Regions from separate parts of the Triticum aestivum genome. Here region 2 is linked to region 1. The links are chromatin contacts, called in public Hi-C maps. All regions are on one chromosome and are shown on one strand. Each heading gives the region's core, a stretch centred on a gene start, on an enhancer-like site or on the middle of the called end of the contact. The rest is flanking DNA. Distances are from core to core; before and after follow the strand shown.

Region 1 (4,547 bases), core at 1,973-4,472:
ATATCGATTTTTATGTCTCGATCATTTCGAGACTCCTCGTCATGTCCGTGATCACATCTGGAACTCCGAACTACCTTCGGTACATCAAAACACATAAACTCATAATACCGATCGTCATCGAACGTTGAGCGTGTGGACCCTACGGGTTCGAGAACTATGTAGACATGACCGAGACTCACTTCCGGTCAATAACCAATACCGGAACCTGGATGCTCATATTGGTTCCTACATATTCTACGAAGATCTTTATCGGTCAAACCGCATAACAACATACGTTGTTCCCTTTGTCCTCGGTATGTTACTTGCCCAAGATTCGATCGCCTGTATCTCAATACCTAGTTCAATCTCGTTACCGGCAAGTCTCTTCACTCGTTTCGTAATGCAACATCCTGCAACTAACTTATTAGTCACATTGCTTGCAAGGCTTATAGTGATGTGCATTACCGAGAGGGCCCAGAGATACCTCTCCGACAATCGGAGTGAAAAATCCTAATCTTGATCTATGCCAACTCAACAAACACCATCGGAGACACCTGTAGAGCATCTTTATAGTCACCCAGTTACGTTGTGACGTTTGATAGCCACTAAGTGTTCCTCCAGTATTCGGGAGTTGCATAATCTCATAGTCATAGGAACATGTATAAGCTATGGAGAAAGCAATAGCAATAAATTAAACGACCATAGTGCTAAGCTATCGGATGGGTCAAGTCAATCACATCATTCTCTAATGATGTGATCCCGTTCATCAAATGACAACTCATGTCTATGATTAGAAAACTTAACCATCTTTGATTAACGAGCTAGTCAAGTAGAGGCATATTAGTGACACTCTGTTTGTCTATGTATTCACACATGTACTAAGTTTCCGGTTAATACAATTCTAGCATGAATAATAAACATTTATCATGATATAAGAAAATATAAATAACAACTTTATTATTGCCTCTAGGACATATTTCCTTCACAAGAATCACGTGATATTCATATATGGTGATGATTTTTACCACCGTAGCATGCAAAATGAATCGGATTGTTGGAATTCATGATGGAGTTGGATCATAGCAACACCATTGGCTTCAACGACATTGGCAGGTAGCAGGCATTGGATGGGGCCCTAAATACAACTTTGCATCTCCAACGATGACCATCAAATCGCCCGTAAGGCCGTAACCGTCCGAACCGCGTGGTGCAGACGTGTTGTCCCATCCAAGGCGGGCCTATATCGATCCGCTCGACGGCCCGGACTTACTTTCTCTCGCAAACGGGAGACAAACTAAGGGGGCTTTGCAGACGTCCACACAGCAGTCACGCCCATTTATGACCATCCTGCCCCACCCAAAACCTCCTTCGTCCGCGCGCGTTCCCGCCCGACGCCAGCTTCCCGCATTCATACATCGTAGAGCGGCTGCTCCACATTGAAGATGGCCCAGAGTGGATGCGACCTCTGACTGGCTCCGCCAATGAAGTGGCGTGTCGGCAGAGGGCGTTGCCCGCTGCACACCCGGCTGAACACGTCTTCTCGCCGCATTCGAACGCCTCCAGTACACCCGCACGTGTGCCGAGAAACCTACTCCGGCCACACATTCGTTCACGAGCGGGTCGACATTAAACACAACGCCGGGCAAGCTCTTCCTGTCAGCCCGCTATTTAAACGAGGCCAGACGTCAGGCAAGAATCGTGCCACAACTCTGCCCCCATCTCCTAGTTGCACCATTTTCTCTACACTGTCTATGCCATCCCGCTAGCAGGAAGAGCAGTTCTTCGGCATAAAAAACGGTTGGGTGGTCCGCCGAGCCCGCCGGATAAGAGCCAGGCAACTCGCTGCTCCACCTCCCTCGCCTTGCCTGACGGAGCAAGTTGTCACCACAAGCCAGCGCGTGGTTCAGCAACTCACTGCTCCAAGCCAGCTCGTGGAGGAGTAGCGAGTTTCTCCAGGCAGGCACGCAGAGGAGCACGGCGGAACGGGCATCGTGGCTTCCATGAACGAGGTCAGACGTCGTGCCATCCATCGTCAACGTTGGCGGAACTGCGCCCGGTTGGTGGAGAACGAAGTCGGCTACGTGGAGATCGACAAGTCAATGGCTAGTGCATCCACGTTCGCCGTCAACATTGAGGAAAAGTAGAACATGGGATGCCGCCGCCGCTTGGGTCCTAGGAGAGCCACTGCCGGCGCGTTGCCGGCTTGCACAGTCGGTGACTTGCCCGGTTTAGCATAGACCATCGTTGACCCCTGCCTTGGCTTCACGGGAACGGAGGAGCACCCCTTCACCACCGGTTGAAGACAAAGGGAACCGCCGCGGCCGGTTGTAGACTAGTATAGTGTATCCGTGTCGCGGAAATGGAGCTCCGCGCGGCGGGGCGTGCACACAATATTGCCATTTTGTTAAAATATGTCCAAAATGTATATGTTTTCATTTGGTTTGTACTCCCTCCGTCCGGAAATACTTGTCATCAAAATAAATAAAAGGGGATGTATTTAGACGTATTTTAGTTCTAGATACATCACTTTTTATCAATTTTGATGACAAGTATTTTCGGACGGAGGGACTATGAAATCCGCTGTGTTTGCATGAATTTTATCTGATTTGTTTAAAAAGTGTTTAAAATTTATGCGGGTGGTGTTGGATGGCTGGCTCCGGCATCCATGTCCGTGGACGGATGCCTGAGCAATTTACGGGTCAATGGTGGAGATGCCCATACCCACTTCTCAGCAAATATTTTCTCTGTTTTTATTTAGTCCGCGTATTTGCTTTGGTCAAAGTCAAGGTTTATAAACTTTAACAAAGTTTATAAACAAAAATATTAACATATACAATAACAAATCAATACCATTAGATTTATTACTGAATGTACTTTCACATCATATAGATTTGTTATGGTAAATGTTTATGTTTTTTTATAAACTTGATCAAACTTTCCGAAAGTTGACTTCAGTCAAACCTAATATACACTAATATACAGAATAAATAAAAATAGTGGCAGTACAACTTCTACCCACTCCTCGGCAATAGATCCAACGGACCAAAGAAAGATCCAACGAACGTTTGGTTGCTGCTGTGATGCAGGTTTGACCCGGTCGCTGACCGGGCAGCGGGCAGCGGGCAATGGACGGGGTCGTATTAAATGGACGACGAACGTTTGTGTGGTCTAGCTGTGAGTTGAGGCGGCCGGAGCAAAAGGTGGAGGGATCGACACGTGGCTGCAGCACGCATGTGGCCGGCCGGCCGGCCGGCTTGAAAGAGTAGAAGGAGAGCTGACCGTTTCCAACCTTTCCCGGTCTATGCTGTCTCCACGGCCACGGCGTGGTTGGCTGGCACTGGCACTGGGAGTGAGCAGGAGCTAGCGCGTTCTCGCCGGAAGCTGTAGGGCACTGCCAAGATGAAGCATCAGAATGGATAGGTTGTGCCGGCCGATATCTCGAATCTCGCAAGGGCGATGATGCATCATCTCCAAGGGAATTGTCACTGTATGTGTCCTTTCTAAACACGCAAAAAGTTGACACTTAAAGCATGTCTAACAGCCGCGCAACGCGCGACGCCCTAAAAAAGCGTTTACAGCGCGTGGATCATGAGTTTTTGCGCGGCGAGAAGCGCTTGCTCCGGCGGCTGCTGTAAAGTTTAGCGCGCGCGAGCCGTTCCAGCAGCTGCTGCAAAAAAATCACGTGCGCGCTCTCACACAAACAACATATGCAAACACAACCAAAAGGATCAAACACAAATAAAATAAATTAACAATAAATAGTTCAATTTTATTATTACAACTTAAACAAATAGTTTATCTTGCAATACAACAAATAGTTCAACAATACAAAATCAAACAAAAAAATCATGATGCTCTTTGTCGGTCATTTCATGCCCACCACTCCTCGATGAGATCCTTCTGAAGATCATCATGCGTTTTGGCACGTCGAATGAAATGATAGGAGGCAACAAAACGAACCACCTTGGCAGCCCTCCGCCGCACTCACACAGGATGTCCCAAGAGCTCATACGGAGAGTAGTCTAAATCTTGGCCACGCTCATTCTCGATGATCATATTGTGCATGATCACACAAGCGTGCATGATATACCAAAGCATCTTTTGATCCCAAAATCTAACCGGTCCTCTCACAATGACAAATTGGGCTTGCAAAATCTCCAAAGCTCTCTCCACATCTTTCCTAGCCGCCGCCTGAGCATTGTGGAAATCAAGATTTTTTTTACCTTCCAGTTTTTTCAACGTCTTCACAAATGTTTGCCACTTCGGATAGATACCATCCACAAGATAGTAGTTATAGTTGTATGTATGGTCATTTGCTACAAACTGCACCGGGGGCAGTTCACCACTTGCAATTTTATTCATCAGTGGTGACCGATTAACAACGTTGATGTCATTCAAAGATCCAGGCATTCCAAAAAACATACCAAATCCAAGTCTCTTAATCGGCCACCGCTTCAAGGATTATAGTGAAACCATTTTTTTGGCCGTGGAATTGCCCACGTCATGCCTTAGGACAGTTTTTCCAACTCCAAGGCATGCAATCTATTGAGCCAAGCACACCTGGGAAC
Region 2 (5,052 bases), core at 1,992-4,491, 89 kb before region 1:
TTTACAATCGTTTCATATCCCAAGTATTCTCCAGCACACAGATACATCATAAAGAACATATTTAGATGAGCTTTTCTGGACATAAACATTTGTCAAGATTGATTTGATGAATCCATCTCTTTACATAATTGATATCAGTGCATTCCTCTCCGTCTCTCTGTTGGGGATTTGGTGCTAACCTTTATTTACGTATCTGATTTCTTATCAACTTTGAGAAGCTGCAACTTTTTTCTCGAATACGCACCAGTGTTTGAGAAGCTGGAAATTGCCCTCCGGCTTATCTGAGGCTCTGACGGTTATTTAAGGTATTATCAATACATTGTGTTTTCTCCGCTTAGTTCTAATTCTCCATGCTTTATTTTATTATTGCAAAGTTTCCCCGTTTTGCTGTAGTACACACTGTCATGGTATTATTCATATTTTGTAGGATAGATTTGGATATGAATCTACCTACCCTGTGTGTTACTGGATGTGTTGCTTAAGCGGTCTGTTGTTTCTAAATATGGTAAGGGAACTATGGATAACCTTTTATGGAGAACTTGCTATTTCCCTGGTGTGCTGACATGGATGTGTTGGAATATCAATACCTGTTGCAGAGCACTGGATGCATCTGCTGTTCTCCCTCGACATCACGGCCTTGCCTTTAGCCCTGAAGACTGGAGTTGCCACCATTTTTCATCTCAGCTGGACTGGATTACCTCTCGTGTTCTATTGTTCATCTCTGGACTGGATTAACTCTCGTGTTCTCCACACTGGATAGATACTACTCCCTCCGTAAACAAATATAAGACCTTTTAGATCACTACTTTAGTGATCTAAAAGCTCTTATATTTATTTACGGAGGGAGTACAAGTGAAATGAAAGGTACCCTGCTCAATAAATTTGGATGCAATTTCGAGCTGTGAAATGCAAATGAACTCTGCTTCTTAGGGCACTCTGCTCTGTTCCTGTTTCAGACTTTCCCTGGAGGTTTATGATGCGCTCTGTATATGCCTGCAGTTTCAGATGCTGGTGTACATCTCTACTGAAGACGGCTAAGTCAAAAATGTCAAACTTCGTTCTTTTTTGGCAATTTGTTTTTGCCACATAGCGACTGAACTGGATATTCTGTTGCTTTGCAGAGTCGCTGACAGAGAGCGAAAGCTGGCCAGCGAATTTCTCCCAATGCTTTGCTCCATTTGGGACCGACGATGAAATGGTTCTGAACTTCTGAAGCTAGGTGAGAGACTGACGCAGAAGGCATAAAAAGAGACTGGTATCTCTTGACCGAAATTAACTGCAAAATATTTACATCAAGCAGGAGACAAAGGAGCTATATGCATATAGCAGGGCGACTCTGACTCTTGACTCTCTCCATTATCTGACGATGACACAGGCTGCGGCGGCCGGCGCTCAGCACCGGGGGCGGAGGTCGATGGAGTGGTGGCGGCGGCGGGGGCCGAGCCAGACGAGCGCGGAGCCCTTGGGCGGCGGCGCCCCGGCCATCATCTTCCCCGTCTCGGAGCGCTGCAGCATCTCCCACATGACCTGCACGTCCTCGTACGCGCACGTCTGCACGTCGTCGTGGAGCTTCACCAGCGCGCCGCCCCGGCCATCTGAATGAACAAATAAGAAGTTTCAGTCGTCAGCAACACATACATCACTACATCCGGTCAGTCCCACGCCATGCGCAGGTGGCTTCCGCCGCGCGCGTGCGTCCATGGCGCGCATGCACAGCGGCGAGCAGGTGTCGCTGACCATGCCGCCGCTTTCCCTCCATCGTCCGGTCCCTACGCTACGTACTGTGTATGTACGTATCTGCTATCTCTTATCTGTCTACCCATTCCATCGCTAGTGATGCACGTATGGTGACGCACTACATACGTACAGATAGTTCTTTTGGCCAGTGGCCAAGAGACAACAAGGACTGAAGAACGGCGAAGCACGCCCCGGAGGAAGTGGCAGTTGCCGCCCAACAGTGCGGCACCCATTCGTCCATGTCTACCCGCTTCAACCAATTCCTACTCCTGAACTGATGATCAAATAGGACATACGTGTCAAGCGGTGCATAACTATAAGAAACGAATTCTAAGCATTGCACTAGCGGCGCAACAAAACGTACTCTCCTACAATCACTCTATACAATGTGCAAAAACGAAAATGCTCCAAGAAACAGGATCGATATGATTAATTCACACTAAATCTCTCTCTTTTATTTTACTCTAGATGGGCATTTACTGCTAGAGAGGAAACAAACATTCCCCCCCTGGACAAACTCATCGTCATCCATACATGTGAAGCCTGATTAGATATACGGGCGCCCCTTCCCGACGAGGTGCGTACGAAGAAGAAACAGACGAAAACCAAGGTCTGCCATGCCACTACGACGATAGGCGCAGGTGCGGCATGGTCGTCGGCTATGGAGTCCAGTGGTGCGCGTGCATGAGATGCACGGCGGCCACGTGCCTGCCCACCAGAACGGTTCTTCTTTTAACAATTTAATGCCACAAACTTCCAGGCAGAGGCTTGCATGTGTAGTGTATGCATGCATGCATGCATGTATCTATCCTGCAGCGCTGCATGCCGATATTTATACGGAGGACTGCATGGCTTGTCCGGTTGTGTGCGCAGAAACTAGACGACGGCCGCGCACGCAAGGGACGCCTCGTGAGTCGAGATTCATAAGCTGCTGCTGCGCCATCCTAATCGCGCGTGCAAGTACGCACCATCGGTTCAGACGTCAGGCGCCCGCCCGCTCGCCCGCTCACGTGTGTGCGCGTCGGGACGAAGAACACCTGCGTGTTGATCTTCAAACCTTTGACCTTTCACGCGTTGCAATCCTACTAGCGGATCGATTTGATCGGCACCGGATTACGCAGGGAATCGCAGATGCTATATGGATCAAGCTTTGCTGCTTGTAATACACAATCCAAGCAATCATGTATGGATGCTTAACCGTGCAACTCGATGCAGATCAGCAGAAGATATGGACATGCCAAGGTAGCAATTACTAATCAAGTAAGTTGACTCACCATGCTGTTTCTTGCGACGCAGGCGCGCGGCGACGACGACCCACGCGCGCCTCACCGGCACCACCACCGCCTTCTGCCACCACTCCTTGGACCGATCCATCGACCTCCGCCGGCCGCCGTCCAGTCGCCGCCGGCTTCACGCACTGTATTTCCCCTGTCTCTGCTGGAGAGAGAGGGAGAGGGAGAGTGCGAGGGAGATGGCGAGGAGGAGAGAACAGGAAGGCTTGCTAAAATATGCGTGGAAGATCAGGGATATATTGCCACCTATCCCCGTTGGATAGTCTACACGTTGCCTCGGGCGGCGAGCCAGGCGCCCATTCCTAATACGACCCCTCGAGGCACATGACTCATCCTATGAACAGATTAAAACTTGCATTCGCCAATTAATCAGGCCGATTAAAGCATGCCCCTCCCAAATTTAGACTTTTGTATTGTTTTTGATATTTGCAAAAATATTTTTAATAGTTTTGATACGCGCAAATGCTCTCGGAGCCGAATTGGATATCTGCTATTCTAATGCATTTTCTTAGATATGTTGCGTATCTATCGTAGCAGATCCCACTTTTAGCCGAATTCGGCGCAGATATAATTAGATGAAAAATACGACAATTAATGATCTATGCGTAAAATAAGAGACGGTTTCGTCATTTCCTCATTGATTACGCTTCATATATAAAAAAAGATCCAGAGGCTAAGAAACGGCGCTAGTGACAAAAGCAGGCTTGCATCGTTCCCAAGTGGGTGACTCGGGTGGTACCCCCAACCCTAAGCTGCCACCACCCCTATGGCCCCTCTTCTTCCCATCCACCATCGGGCAAAGGTGTGGCCGACAATAGCGAACCTTGACCGTGGTGTGAACGTGGCTCTTAGATTTGATAGCGGGTGCCTCGGTCAACAAAGAGACATTGGCATTGACTTGTAGCGGCGGTCCTCCTGGCCCATTCCGGGAAGGATCCGGTGTGGCATGTGATGTGCCGCGGTGGCAGCTACAAGCCTACAACTATGTGTCCTTCATTGCCGGCAGGCATCATGCCCTTCTTTGGAAGTGTGGCACCGATGATTTCTAGAAGGGCAGTGGGTGTCCTCCTCTTGCCACGACTCTTGACGCACGGGTGGCAGTGGGGTTCACTGAGGCTGCGGCGGTTAGGGACATGGCAACAGTGTACGAGCGGCCTAATCTGGGCTAGTGCGGGTAAAAATGTGGACGTGCCTTGTGGTTGCACGAATCATGCCTGATATGTTGCCCGGTTGCGAAGCTCGGAGGTGCTCGAGGCGTGCGCGGGGAGGGGGGGGGGGAGGGGGGAGGGCTTGAGTGCAGTTCTGATCCACTCGCAAGCCTACGGGAAAGTGCGGGGTAATAATGTGCATTTAGGCCATGACTAGCGTCGTGTATTGTTTGGACATTGGTCACGTGGATCTCAGCCGGCTTGATCAAGTCTTAGTCCCTGATGACCCACAAGTATAGGGGATCAATCGTAGTCCTTTCCATAAGTAACAGTGGTTCTCCTGGGCCATTGCGGGAAGGATCCAATGTGGCATGTGATGTACCGCGGTTGCAGCTACAAGCCTACAATTATGTGCTCCTTCGTCGCCGATAGGCGTCCTGCCCTTCTTTGGAAGTGTGGCACCGATGATTCCTAGATAGAGTCTCTCAAATAGGGTCGAACTGAACTGCTAGACTATGTTGAGTGATAAACTCAATGATTCAAAAAAATTAAGAGATGGATGAAATTACACAAGGAATCCTGGTCTCAAAGAAGAGGGAAATGGGGATATGGCGAAATCGGTAGACGCTACGGACTTGATTTTATTGAGCCTTGTTTCTATTTTCATGCCCTGGTTGCTTAGTTGTGCTCAGGTTTTACCCTGTGCATCCAACATTGCTCACTTTCCCCTCCCTCCTCCAACCCCTACTCACAGAAGTCCAAAGGAAGCACCGTCGTCCAGTCAAAGCCTTTGACCTTTACCTACTGGCGAGTGGGGCCACGTTGAAAGAACATGCAGTGCCCCCATGTTTGGTTTTGGTAATTGATAACAATCT

Evidence for each region. Hi-C and Micro-C count contacts between places; a contact is called where the count stands out from the background.
Region 2: a Hi-C map of leaf shows a contact between it and region 1, with 4 times the contacts expected there. The contact joins the promoter of LOC123186299 here to the enhancer-like site in region 1. A contact is called at or near these places in 2 of 5 Hi-C or Micro-C datasets (both in leaf).

Annotation. Positions count from the first base shown.
Region 1 is chr2A:733,680,241-733,684,787 of IWGSC CS RefSeq v2.1, reverse strand. No RefSeq gene overlaps it. Among protein-coding and RNA genes, the nearest start is that of LOC123190690, 4.5 kb to the left of the region's middle. Within about 2 kb of position 3,222, at least 2 of the 8 cell types and tissues checked have an H3K27ac peak or open chromatin away from gene starts, as enhancers often do. A contact at or near this core is called in leaf, where this site is marked.
Region 2 is chr2A:733,768,888-733,773,939 of IWGSC CS RefSeq v2.1, reverse strand. It overlaps LOC123186299, which reads right to left and starts at 3,241. Exons shown (of 2, transcript XM_044598081.1): 1 at 3,012-3,241; 2 at 1,241-1,595. The coding sequence starts at 3,111. The coding sequence ends at 1,393.